Regions from separate parts of the Anas platyrhynchos genome. Here region 2 is linked to region 1. The links are chromatin contacts, called in public Hi-C maps. All regions are on one chromosome and are shown on one strand. Each heading gives the region's core, a stretch centred on a gene start, on an enhancer-like site or on the middle of the called end of the contact. The rest is flanking DNA. Distances are from core to core; before and after follow the strand shown. Region 1 has its middle 81 kb from the start of SMIM38. Region 2 has its middle 58 kb from the start of TRNAQ-UUG.

The links. Hi-C and Micro-C count contacts between places; a contact is called where the count stands out from the background.
Region 2: a Hi-C map of small yellow follicle shows a contact between it and region 1, with 6 times the contacts expected there. The contact joins two enhancer-like sites. A contact is called at or near these places in 2 of 8 Hi-C or Micro-C datasets (F5 follicle and small yellow follicle).

The regions. Positions count from the first base shown.
Region 1 is chr5:47,486,118-47,492,904 of IASCAAS_PekinDuck_T2T, forward strand. No RefSeq gene overlaps it. Among named protein-coding and RNA genes, the nearest start is that of SMIM38, 81 kb to the left of the region's middle. Within about 2 kb of position 4,129, at least 3 of the 8 cell types and tissues checked have an H3K27ac peak or open chromatin away from gene starts, as enhancers often do. A contact at or near this core is called in small yellow follicle, where this site is marked.
Region 2 is chr5:47,666,633-47,673,419 of IASCAAS_PekinDuck_T2T, forward strand. No RefSeq gene overlaps it. Among named protein-coding and RNA genes, the nearest start is that of TRNAQ-UUG, 58 kb to the left of the region's middle. Within about 2 kb of position 3,494, at least 2 of the 8 cell types and tissues checked have an H3K27ac peak or open chromatin away from gene starts, as enhancers often do. A contact at or near this core is called in small yellow follicle, where this site is marked.

The DNA of each region.
Region 1 (6,787 bases), core at 2,879-5,378:
GGGTTAATGACACGATGAACATCTGCAGAACATGTTCCTGTGTCATCACTGTATTTCCTGAATTTGTCCTCTAGTATTTTGGAAGAATTTATCCTTTGGAAAAGCTTTATATAACAAATTGAAAAGCATTGTCTGCAGTTATTTAGAAATAGTGTGAATAAAGATAGGACCAAATTTGTAAAAAATGGTTTGAAAGCTGTTCATAGGGAACAGAATACAGACACAAGGGAGCTGCATTTCCCAAGATAAGCAACTGTACTGCAGGTTTGAATTGGAGATCTAAATGTCATATTTTACCTGAACATATATCTAAAAGCCTGTATGATTCTTACAAGCTCTGCTTTGTGCTTTCATGGTTCTTGTGTAGAGCTGGAGCTGTGTAGTTGTTTGTTTGTTTATTTATTTATTTATTTATTTATTATTATTATTATTTATTTTTTTTAGTGAAAATGCAAATAATCTCCAATTATGATGATTTAACAAACTTTAAAAGAAAACCAGAATGCAAAGGATAAAGTTTTAAAAATAATTCCTCAGTTTTTTGTTTTTTTTTTAGCTGAACTTGAACTCTTACACGTTTCAGATTTGCCAGTCACTGGTTATAATTTATCCGGGAATTGTATTTCAGTGAACATCCTAATATGTAGGGACCAGATAGAAGACCTAAAGACTCTATTGTGTGAGGAAGGCTGTATTCTCTGTTTTATCCTTCAATTTGGAGAGGAAAACAATGTGAGGAAATGGTGTGTTGACCAGTTTGTTTTACACATAGTGTTCTATAGAATGAGAGATATAGAGCAATTGCTTTCTATCCATTCAAACAATGTACTGTGGGTACATTGGTAAAGTATGTACCCTGCTCCATGTCATGCCTAATGGCTTATTATTATTATTTTCTGTGTTGTTGCAGACAGATTCTTAATATAAGCTAGAGTAAAATCAAAAGCATGTATTTATTTCAAGATAGAAGTGGAAACATCCCCTCCTTGCAGCTAATAATAGGGTTGACATTGTTAAACAATTAAATTTAAAAATATTAATAATAGGTCCTTCATGCATGTTAAACAAAACTTCAATAACCACTCTGTTTTATTGTTTAACTGTATGTATGAGTCATAAGGAAAGTGTTAATGTTCAGGATCGGATATGAATCATGTATTTGTGAACAATCTTCCAAGGCCAGCACTGAAATCCCAAACACATTTACTCTTTGTAGTTAGTCAGCTCTGCGCTTGGAAACTGAAAGTGTAATCAAAGTGAGAGTTTGTTTATTAACTAGCGGATGCTGTGCATCTTATTTACACAGATTGATAATGGAGGGTGAAAAATAAGGGAAAAGCTGGTAATGCATAGAGCTCTGTGTCCCTGGGGTACAAATCACAAAAGGAACCTGAGCAGCAGTAGCACTAGCCATTAAACGCTGAAAGCACTCTGTAACTTTAAAAGGAAATCCCATATTCATGAAGGGAATCCATATGGCACCCTATTTGTAAGGAGAGGTGCCCCATTCTCTTAAAAGCTGACTTGCATCATTTATTGTTTTGACTGCTTTAGCATTAGGGTGAGAGAATGCACTTCAAGGGGAACAAATAAGACAAGTAAAACGTGCAGGATTAACTTGGGTGTTATATTGTATTGTATTGATTTGCATTACAGATAGAAAATTGGAATTACTGAACTACGAGCTCTTTGTGCTCTCTGTATTCTAGCATACTAAAGAAATCAGGTTCTTTGTAGAAAGCAATCTCACCTGGTAATTACTTCCAATCATTGGTAATAAGTATGTTCCTAATTGCCTCCTTCCCGGAAAAGCACTGAGTGAAAGGAAGGTTGAGTTGCCTGTGCTGGAGAAGGGACAGAAGTAACTGCCAGAATTCATGTCCAATGTTATACATGTAGACTAAGAAAAGTTTCTGAATGCTAGCAGTGGTTTTGGGGAGATCTCTGGATATCTAGGTCAGCCTCTGATATTGTCTGACCTTCAGCAAACAGTTTTTCCTGTCTGGTTTCTCACTTGTGAAATGGATCCTAAAAAGCGTTTGATCAAACTGTCTATAATCCAATGCACAATCTCTCCTATGCTCAGGGAATTGCTATTGAATTTTAGTTATGCTAGGTGTCCATGATTTATGCCATTATGGCATGCCGTATGGAACTCCTCTGGGATATGGCAGAATCAGTGTGGCTTTTGCAAAGGTATGTGTTTGCTTATCTAGCTCTGTGTTGGTGTTCTCATCACTTCAAAATATACTTCCAGCAATAACATTTGTTTTTCATAGCTGTGTGTGTTTGAACCTAATGTAACATTATCAGTCTAAGCTTGCAAGATCATAAAAATCTGGGTATTAATGATTGCATTAAAAGGAAGCAAAAAGTAGATTAAATAACTCGACAAAGCTTTGGCCGAGCTTGCATTTGAATGGAGAATTCCTGGCCATATATTCCTGCCCCTAAACCTCATTTACAGATAAGAAATGACATACATTCACAAAATGTGTTCATACAGAGACTGTTCTGCTGGAGAGCCTGAATAACTGGTTTTGCTACACACTGAAATATGACTTGTGCTCTCAGGTGACAGGCTGCTTGGGGTCACAGCTGGCGCACTCACAGCCTGCTCTGGGCCTTTTTTGGAGGCTACTGCAGCCACCTCCAGGTTGTCCCATCACTTGGGACGTGCCTTAGAAGTTTGTGGAGAGGAGGGTGGTTTTCTATGTTTTGTAAAGGATGTAATGGTAACTGTGCTGCTCAAAGGAGAGTCGCTCGAAGTGAGGTTTGGTGGTGAGTGACCAAGCAGAAAGAAATCAAAAGCAAAGATCGGTGGTGATATTGCATTTAAGCTTTGTTTCCCAGCAACTTCCCAGTTCCTCAAATACGAAGTTTTCTTTTTAATAGGTTAATACTAATCATTCACGTGTTTAAATCCAGACAGTTGCACAAAGTTTACAGTAAAAGAATGAAAAATATAAATAATTAAAAGCCAGTCCATTTAGCTATTTTAGTTCTGATTAAACTGCTGTGTCTTTTGAGCAGAGCCAGACCCAACTATCACTGCTACTTTCTTCTGCAGCAGAAGCACAAACTGACGTCTGATTAGGAATGCTTCCTCCCCCAGCCTGTGTTGGTTTCTTTGTGTTTCTAAATGGTATGCCCCATCTGCTGTTTACACAGTAGCAGGGAACTTCTATGTTTAAAATAAAAGCAAATCAGACCCTTTGCACATTATTAAGCCTTTTTATTCTTGTGACACTGTAGAGGTCTCATCTGAAGTAATTTCAGTTGTAAATTATAAAATGCAGCCATGCAAAGCAATGGCCTGTTGCAGCTTTATAGCAAAGTACCTCCTGGAGGCTGAAATTAAGATCATGTGTTCAAATGTATTAGTATTTAAATATCTTATTACAGATACTTGGGCCAGTCTGTCTTGCTGGCCTGGCAAAATTTATTTTATTGATTGTATCAAATGGTGTTTCTGGACGATAATATCTCTGGATGTATCTCTATTTATCTCTATCTCTAACTAAGTACTAGCAGTTGTGCACTGAAGCAGAGATCAGGAACATGTGTTCAAAGTGCGCTTCCATCGCAACCTGGTGTGAGCTGATCCCTCTCTTTCTCACTTTTATGTTTGGTATTGTCTGCCGTGTGAACTGCACAAAATACAGGGACATGCTGGCACTGCAGGCAGGGCTGACTAAATTACTCTTCTCTTAATGCCTGTCCTTGTTACTGATGGTGAAGCACACCCAGAAGAAGGGATGGATTTGACTCACAGTTGCTCTGTTGATGTAGTTTAACGTGGTTTTACAACCTTTCCTGTTACCTCTCTTCTGAGTAATGCTGTGCAGTCCATGTCCATAATCTAGGATGCAGTCTAGTGTTTTTCCTTATTTGCAGATTTAACAGTCGGTCAGATTTACTGATTTATTTTTTTTTCTTATTAGAAGATTAAGTTTGTCTGCCATTTCTTGTCTACAGAGTCTTTCTGATTTCTGCCTGCCTTCAGCAGGGTCAACCAGCAAAGCCTGCCGCCTTCTCAAGGTTGAAAATTTAAACTTTGCTGCCATACATTGTCTGCGGGTTAAAAAATGACTGCGCTGAGCTGATTAACAGAGAACATTCAGTTTCCTTATTGCTGATGAAAGGGCTGGAATACTTGTCCAAATCCCATTAGTGGAAACCTAGTCATTGCTGAACTATGCAAGATTTTAAGAACTCATGTAGTAAAAATGTACAAATATGAGGTACGAAAGAGGAAAAAAGAACTAATTTTATGAGCTGTTTCTGCACTATTGCAGTTTATTTTTTTTTAAATGGCCATAATCTTTGCTGGTGCATGGTCAAATAATTGTTACCTAACATTCTGTCACTGGAAGGCACACACGGCATCCATATAGCATGGTGGTTATGCATCTTAGGTTGATAGTCAATATATATATTGACTATATATACGTGGGAAAAAAACAAACAAAAACCTTAGCACTCCATGATGGGCATATGAATGAAGGCAAGCTATATATATGGCCCCTTCTGGATTGCACTTTTTGGATGCTAATGTTTAGTTGTGTTCAACTGCTTAGAGGAATTGCTTAGGACTGACTATATCACGCCCTGAGAGATCAGGATGAGCTGTTTCTTTTTTCTCCTGTACCTATTGAATGATTCCATGTGCATAGTTCACTGAGACCTAAAGGAGTACTGAACCCTTGTGCTTCACAGTGCTTATCTAGGAAGAGGAGGAAGGACTTGCCTCGTTACCCCTTAAGGCTGTTCCAGTCCGTAGCATTTCCAGTGTTGTATCCAGACCTCAGGGTTGGGGCCCCAGTTTAATTTTTTATTTTATTTTATTTTTTTTTCCAGAACTACAAACACTGATGTTAAATGCAATTATTAGGGGATATTTACACTTTTTTACTTTACTTATTTTCTTTACAAAGAAACTAGTTGAATTCCATTAGGCTGAGGAAGGAAATAAAGGACAGAATTAGGTACTAATTAACATCAATGGAAAAGGTACTTCAAGCTTTTGTTCTCACTATACAGTAAGGAAAAAGTGTACATCAGAGGTGTTTGGTTAAGTTAAAAGCTGTCAACTATATGCTGGTTACAAAGTCCATTTTACTTTAAAAAGATAAAAGTATTGGCAATGACTTGTAGATATGAAAATAAGTATATTAATAATTCCATTCTCTACATTTTCAGTTGACCTTTGTTCTGGTGGTAACATTTTATGGATCACATTAGTTTGCTAAATAAACTTATTCCTAGAAATAAGAACATGACAGCTTTACACTTAGCTGGCTAAATTGCTATTGTTTTCTACTATGGCAGCTTCAAGAATTGCATGGTTTAGACCAATGGCACTTTCAGAAAGTGTTTTATTCTGCATGAAGGGATGTATAATCCCAGAAAACAATGCATCCACAGAAGTGAATGCATTCCCTATCAAAGAGGAAGCGTGGTGCCAAAAGGAGATTCCGAACAGTTCCTGGATGGAGATTCTTCTCCAACATTGGGAGTATTTTGGACAGCCTCTAAACTGTGACAGCAGCGACATCATTGAGAAATATGATTAAGATAGAAAGCTGGTTGTGTTTTTTATTGCCCCCTAGCCCCAAACCCCTTTTTGCTAGCTAACTGGTGTTCAGCCCAAGTATTTTAAATATTGGGATTAGCACTCTGGGTTGACATTCCCATAGTTCCCCGCAGTTGATACCTTTCACTGGGCTATTGATAATCACTGTTTTTTGTTTGCTTCTTCCTCTTTAGCAGCTTTGTGGTTTGTGTGTCTGTTTGTATAGTATTATTAACCTAACAGCTCACATATGCCACTAGCCTGTTATTGTGGACAATTATTTTATATTCATGTACTTTTATTATCAATCTTTTACAGCCTGCTTGCCAATTTTTAGGCAGATAAATTCTGCATGCTGAATAGCAGAGAGACTTACTGATAGTAGGAAACCGCTCATGGAGCCTTAATAGCTTGGAATAGTTTATAGTGGCAGGTGTAAGAGATAAAGGAGGAGTGTCATTTACTGGTATATGAGATTCTAGTAAGTGTCATAAAATCTGACCTAGAGCATCAGAGCAGAAAGTAGGTTGTTTTTTCTTTTCTTTTCTTAATCTTGTTACATCTAACGTTGTAATATTTTTAAGTATACTTGCATGCCTTGTGTTTTTATTGTCTTCAGACTCTCACAGTCATAACATTCCTTCCCTTAAGACTAGAAACACAAACTGTTGATTACTCTGAGTAGGAGGTAGAAAAAAAAAAATTAGAGATATTGTGAGAACAATTTAGAATACATTTGGATCCAACCCGTTCTTTCTTAAACACGGAAACATTTCTAGATAAGGCTTATGCTAGATCAAGGGATTCAAAACTATTTGAGAGTTGGAGAGCTGGAAGCAGCTGACTGTTGTTCTGAGAGGTGGTAAATCTGCTGTACTCAGAATAATCACAGGTGGTCAAATTCAGGACAACTCTATAGATGTGGCTGAAACTTGGGCCCACATTTGGGCCTTATAATGATAGACTCATTTCCTGAACAGGAACCTCATTCTTGCTTTCCTGAGGATGACAGGGATTTTTAATAAATACTCTGGCTTCAGCTCACTTCTGTTGGAAAGGCACCCTTATGAGACTGATTGTCTTTGAGTCCTTTCTGGTCAAACATTCACAAGCCATACTTCCTCACACTAGTACTGGGAAATTCAGAGGTGAGAGATTTACTCTGCCAATAGCACGTGTCCAGTCCCTCTTGCAGCCAGGTACCTGTTGTCT
Region 2 (6,787 bases), core at 2,244-4,743, 180 kb after region 1:
GACTTTCTATCCAGAGCTATATTTGACCAGTTGCATTTTTCCCCATCACAATCCTCGGGATTTCTCACCACACTGGGTGGAAAAAGGCATGTTCCCCAGCAGATAGCTTTCGTGTGCCAACAGCTAGGGAAATTTCTGTTCCTTGGAAAATTGGTCCCAGTGTATTACAACTGAATGGCCAGCCCAGGGCAGAGTTTCCCTAACTGTGGGCTACAATCCCCGGAGGACCGTGAAAGAGTTCAAAGGGGGCTCTGAAGTGTTAGAAAAAACAGTGCTGGTCAGCAGCTGCTGACTTTTTCCTGGCTGGAAGAGTGAGGCTGTGGTTTCACGAGATTAAGTCTTCAGCACCAATTCTGGCTTCTGGTATTCCCTTTCCAGCCTTTCCCCACCGCTTGTTTCATCTTCCCTCCTGCAGTGCACGGGCCCCTCGCTTCTCCTGGCGGATTGGTTTGTGGCTCTGCTGTGAAACGGATCAGGAATTTGATCCAATTTGGAGGAAGACACACAAAAAACGAAGTGTTTCCCTGCCAGGCTATTTTTAAACTGGACTTATTCCCTGCCCCAGCTCACTGCACAGACGCACCACCAGCAGCACCGGTGCCACAGAGGGACACGGGACGGGACCGCGCCGCTCTGGCACTGCCATGGGCAGGCTGCTCTGGCAAAACCACAGCCACAAGAGCGGCTCTAATTGCTAGTGGCCAGAGGTTATGCTCTCTAGGGAAGGATGAGTTGCTTTTCAGTGCCTTAATTGCTGGCAGCAGCTCAGTTCCTCCAGAGGAGAGGAGCGAGCGTTTATCCCTAAAGCCAAAATTACAGTGAAGTCTCACTCTCCTCTGGCCCTGTGGGGCTGCTGACTCAGGGGGCTGCATGAAAACAGATGTTTCCAGAAGGGGCCACCTTTTCCAAGTGTTTGGAAATGCAGGCCTTGGAATCCCAAGGGGATTTTGCCTCTGGCTGTTCATGACAAATCTAGCCCCGTCTGATGGCGAACAGTACCTGAGGCAGAAGCTCGGGGACTTCAGGAGGACATTGTCCTGTGGAGAAGACTCTCATTCTTCTGCCACTTGCCACTGCCTTTAATGACTTTGTGTTGGTGTCCACAAAGTGAAACTGACCGGGGGAGCCACTTCACAATGAGAAGCAGCTGATGCTGGCCTTTACAGCTTCAGCAAGAAAGGCTTGGTCTGAATTGCCAAGTGGTATAAATAACTCCAAGTCTTTGTTACAACACATCAGCTGAGCTTCGTGGAGGGGCTCAATGCAAACAGCATAGAGCCGGTGGGCCTAGAGCGTGGCTGAGTCCTGCAGCCCTTTAGGTATCTGTGCCGGAGAAGGAGCAACACTTAAAAACAAACTGAGATGAGCACAGCTCAGCTTGAACCTGTGGGGAGTTTTAGCAGGTTAATTCATTCTTCAGGTGTGTGAACTCAGTGCCGTTTGTACTCACTGAGATAAATACAGAAACACCATTGCAGTCGGGAGGGGAAAGCAAGTTAGATGTCAGCTGTGACTGTCACTGTTCTGTTTCTGCTGATTGAATTCTAGCACATGTTTTAGATCATGGCAGATGGTCAAGATTCATTTCATTGTAATAGAGAGGGAAATGAGAAAAAAATTCAGCTCATAACACAAAGGGCTGCGTTTTCAAAATATCAAAGCTACATAGGAACTTTCCTGAAATCAGCTGGATTTATTGCCTAGGTGTGCTAAGTTCATACATGCCTCATACATGCAGAAATCCCCTTGGAAAATAGAATTTTGATTCCTACATCAATTCATATGCCTTTGAAAATTTACCAGGAGCTTGTTTATAAACCAGAGTTGAGAAGTCCGTGACTGGACATCACACTGGCTTTAAATTGAGAAGATATTAAATGAAATCTAAACACCAACTTTATCATCCACATGCAACCACAGTAAAGGTAGACAGCCATCTCCAACGAGCGGTAACTGTGCTGCTGCCTTGTTCAGAGACTGCAAGATCACAATTTCCATTGCACATAGAACTTTTTGTCTGTTGAAGTGCCCTATTTCTGCCATGTGTATGTCAGAAACCCCTCACTTTGGTTTTATGGCACATGTTGAATTTCCTCTCATTCAGAGCCTTCTGGTACATGGGCCAGCTTCGCATATTGTTTGTTTGTTTGTTTGTTTTTTTTTCCTGCAACACTGAAGGTTAATAGTTTCCCTTAAACTGTGAATACGGGCTGTGATTCTTAGAAGAAGATTCTTGTTTTCTATTTTTATGTTGACACATTTCCATGTACATATGGAACAAAAATGATCTGTTTTAAGAACTGTACGTATAGAAGGTCCCTGCCCCAAAGAGGCTACGAGCTGAAGCTAAAAAAGTGTTTATACATAAACAAAAAGGCCGTTTCAAGGAATTAGTCTGAGATAAAGTTACAGTGTCTTTATGAGGTTATTTGTGAGCATTGTTTCTGAGACAGTTTGGAAAAAGAGATAACTGAATGGCTTCACAGACATTTATGGGGAAAACATGAAGTAGAGAAGTGCTTGTTTGCAAGCTTGACTTCAGGTTGAGGAATGCTGGCATCCCTGGACAGTTGGTGGTAGAGGGCAACATCTTGACAAAGCTCAGGGATGGAGAGTGGAGAAATGAAGTACAAGATTTCAGAGGTGGCTGAAGATGCTGCTGAATTTGCAGAGCTGTGTGATGGATGAGTAGAAGGAGCAGACTTGCAAGAGAAAACACACGATGCTGCATAACCCTGTTGAGTTTACATTTGTAGCTAGTTTATTCATGAGGTAAGCCAGAGAGATGTACTGCATTTCTTTATCTGGGAGATGCATTTTCACAGAACTTCAATATTCTGATATGTGTCCTTAAGATAAGGATACCAAAAAGGATAGTGAACTTTAAGAAGAGAAAAGAGGATACAGAAACCAGACAGCACACAGAGGTGTGAATTCCAGTTCTAGGAGAGAAAATGTCACCGTGTTTAAAAAATCAGATAGAAGTGAGCTGAATCACAAGGACAAGCAGGAGGGCAGGACCAGCGCGATAAAAGAAGAGAGGTAGGAGAGTCCTTTTGCGGACCAGCAGCACAGCTCTTAAATGGGGTGTGTGAATTGTGCTCTCCGGGACGGTGCGAAGGATGCAAAAATGCCATCTGCTACAAGAAGCCTGGGCAGAGGAGTTGCTCAGAAACAGGATTTGAACTGGTGTTTCTTTTACAGTGATGCAGACAGCTCTGCCCTTGCCACCCAGTCCAGCTGCCCCTTAAAAATAAAAGAAAAAGGAGAAGCAATAGAAGAAAAAGAAGCCCAAACGATGTGACAGTCAGTGCCTTGCTGACAGATACTAGGGCGATGTGGGATGCATTGTTTTCCAAAATTCTTTGCCTCACCTCAGAGAATTACATCTATTTTATGGGTCACAAACGAGGAATTTCTTTTGACTGTCAACCTTGGGCACATTCTTCGTTCCTCCTTCACACAGCCTGACCGGGAGGCTAGCTGGTAATGATCTGAGCTGTTCCAATTTACACATCGCAGCGATTGAAACTTCCTGTACGTACAACCCTTACTGTACTGTATTTCAGTACATCGCAGGCAAACAATCCCATTGTCTCCCATGTGTTTCGAACAACAAACATACAACAGGTGATTAAACTCCATAAACAAACAGGGTTTTCCCAGCAACAAATCAACACCTCTCCACGTCTGGTATTTGTGGAATTTGATAAGCCACCCACTTTGCTCCCTCCCCATTCTTGTTATGTCTGTCCTCAGCCTTCTTCATCTTTTATCCCCACCCTGCTTCACCCAGTTTCCAAAGGAAGGCATTCATTGTTAATTAACTGCTGAAATAGTGCAAGCAGCTTGGTTCATGGGATTGAGATGGGAATGGAGCTTTAGTTCAGAGTTTAAAATGTTTTGAAAGGCCTAAAAGGCATGTTTTCTCACTCGGAAGGAGGGAGGGGGACAGGGAAGAGTAATACATAGGAGGAAGAGAGAGAGTTAGGGAATGTAACTGGAAAACCTCAAGCCAGTAAATTAGGATGCATCTTAATCAGTTTGAATGATTTTATTTATTTATTTATTTATTTAATCAAAGGTTCTGGTCTTTCTGGTGCCTATGTACTCCCAGATGTACATGTGTGCTTTGTATAATGTTTCTGGGCCAGATACTGATTTCAGTCAGAGAGGTGTAAATCTGGAATTATTCAGAGTTAGTAAACAGTGCCTTTATGCAGAGGTTATGCTGGCATAACAAATTATCTGCCTCTTATTGTGCTCATTTACCTAGAATACTTAAAATTGCTAGGATGGCCAAAATAGAGCAATTGTTAAAAAAAAGGTTCCCCTTACAGGCCATGTTTGCTCAATCTGGTGCTGCACCTTTACAAGCAGATTAATACCTTACTGTACTCCTTCCCCATTTCCATCTAATTGTGCTGTCCTATCTTATAAGACTGCCTTTTCTGTTATTGACAAAGTGAAGCCCTTACCACGTGCCCAGACTCCATCTCCAGCCGCAACAAGCGGAGTTGTGGCTCACGGAAATGCTGCCCCTGTCTGACTGCTCGTGTGGAAAATGCCCGATCCACTGGGGTGGCTCGGAGCTGGCCTCAGGTCGTCCTCATCCATTTTGGATTGCAGACGCTGGTAAGAAACATTCCTGAGGCTTGAGGGGTTGGTATTGCTGCTCTGGTTGTTGCGGTTATAGCTGCAGCCACAGTACCAGCAGCTGTTCAGTATTCCCATTGTGTTCTGCCTAATTAGACTACAATCTGCAGTTGTCCCCAGAAATCCATACTGCACTCTGTTTATTTAGATCTCACGTAATAGCAGCAGCTCTTCCATGGGCTATCCTGCAGTGTTGCAAATACACTTGGCCTGTGTTGATCAGAAATGCAAGTGTTTCATTCCATAAAGAAATTAGGAGCTCCACTGCTGTCAAATCCAGTGGTTAAATGAAGCAGAAACTTAGTTCAAAGGCCAACTCCTGGAAGCATTTTCCTTTACAACATTTCAAGAAGCAATACTTCCCTTTTGGGATTGTCCAGGAGAACATGCTTATAAACTAAATGCCATGCCTTTTTAACAATGACAAATATTTCATGTCTAGTAAAAAAAAAAAAATAGTGTGTGTGAATGCAGCAACCCAAAAGGGAGACATTTATTCAAAGGATTTTTGCTGCGCCAACTGTCCTGGGGGAGGGCTTGGACTTGGGAAGTCCAATTCTCTCCTCTAAACCACATCCACATGATGAAATGCAGGGATTCCCTTCCTATTCTATCACGTAGCTTGCCCAGAGGCTAGGTAGGTTAGTCCTGCAAACCTGTAGATACTCCTAAAAAGAAACATACAGAGCGAGAGCAGCTTGCAGAGAGGCCTCACATCTCTCTACAGGTTGCTGGTGTGGGACGTGTGCTATTCCCAGGATCTCAGAGCTTCCCCCCAGACTGTATTCCCGCGCTGCCTGCTTTTCCTTTTCCTCATCAGCTTGCTTCTCTGATGTAGGTATGGAGTATAAAAACCTTGTGAAGACCCAAGCACTACCAAAACTGCAAATAATAACCTTCAGCACAGTAATGAAAGGGGCAAGGAATCAGCAATCCTGGCTTCTGTTCCTTTGGAGTCTTGGGTGTTCTGCAAGTCTTCTTTAGATGTGCTAATAAAGAGCAGGATGCTGAACTTGAAGAACCCAGATTTAAATATTTTGACCCACAAGCACAGATACAGCAGATAGTTTCAGGGATTTATCTGGGAGTCTTTTTCTCAGGTGAGGAGCAGGCTCGGCAGCGCCGTACCCTGCAGGTGTCGTGCGGTTAATCTGCCCACGGCTGCTTCTCAGATCCCGCGCGGCTCTGACTGAGGCTCTTTTCCTGTTTGCAAGGGAGCGGGGCCTTATCAGCAACATCTGCAATGTCGTATGGCTTACCCAGAGCCTTTCACCAATCACGGGGGTGTTTTTAATCACTCCGAACAGGAAATAGCATGCTGCATTTAAATACTGTATATAATTATCATGGGAAATATAATTAGCAAGCGTAATTAAATGGGCTTGACTGCATATCAGACTGTTTCTCGATTTTTCACTCAATCCAGCTGTTTCTCACAAGCTCTTTACTTTGAATACTGGTGGTCTGCGACGGAGCCTCTGCACAGAATGGAGAAAGAATTACTTCTTTAAAAGCTATTCATTTAATCTAACTAGGCCAATTTATTTAAATACAATCACGACGTTTTCCACGACGACCTCCTTTACTTATTACTTCAGATGCTTCATTTTGGAATGCCTAGATTCATCAGAAATATTCGAATTTGAAAGCTTTCTAAAACCCCAAGTAGATGAAGTCACTGACGGCAGGGACTGCTTGTTTGTTATGCGCTTGTTGGATGTGCTGCACAATGGCGGCCTCGTTCTTGATTGGATTCTCTTAAGTATAATGCTAATGATGATAAAAGCAGTGTGGTTAATCACCGAATGCAGTGCTGTTTTATGATGATGCTTTTTCTTCCTCCTCAGAAAGGAGGAGAGAGGAAGCATTCCGAGCTACTGGAGGAAATATTGGGTCTTCCCTCCAATAAAGGCCACGGGCTCTAGAATGCTGCAGCAGAGTTACAAATATTGGGCAGGACGTGTTGAGAAAATATATTTTCATTTAAAGAATGGTCCTCTTTTTATCCCGGTGCCCAGTCTTTGGATTCAGTTGTGTAAGTGGCTGAAGTGACAGAATAGTTTGCTGCCTGTGAGCGAGGCAAACCCACCCCGTCCCCTTCCTGTGAGCAGGACACTGCCTTACACTGGAC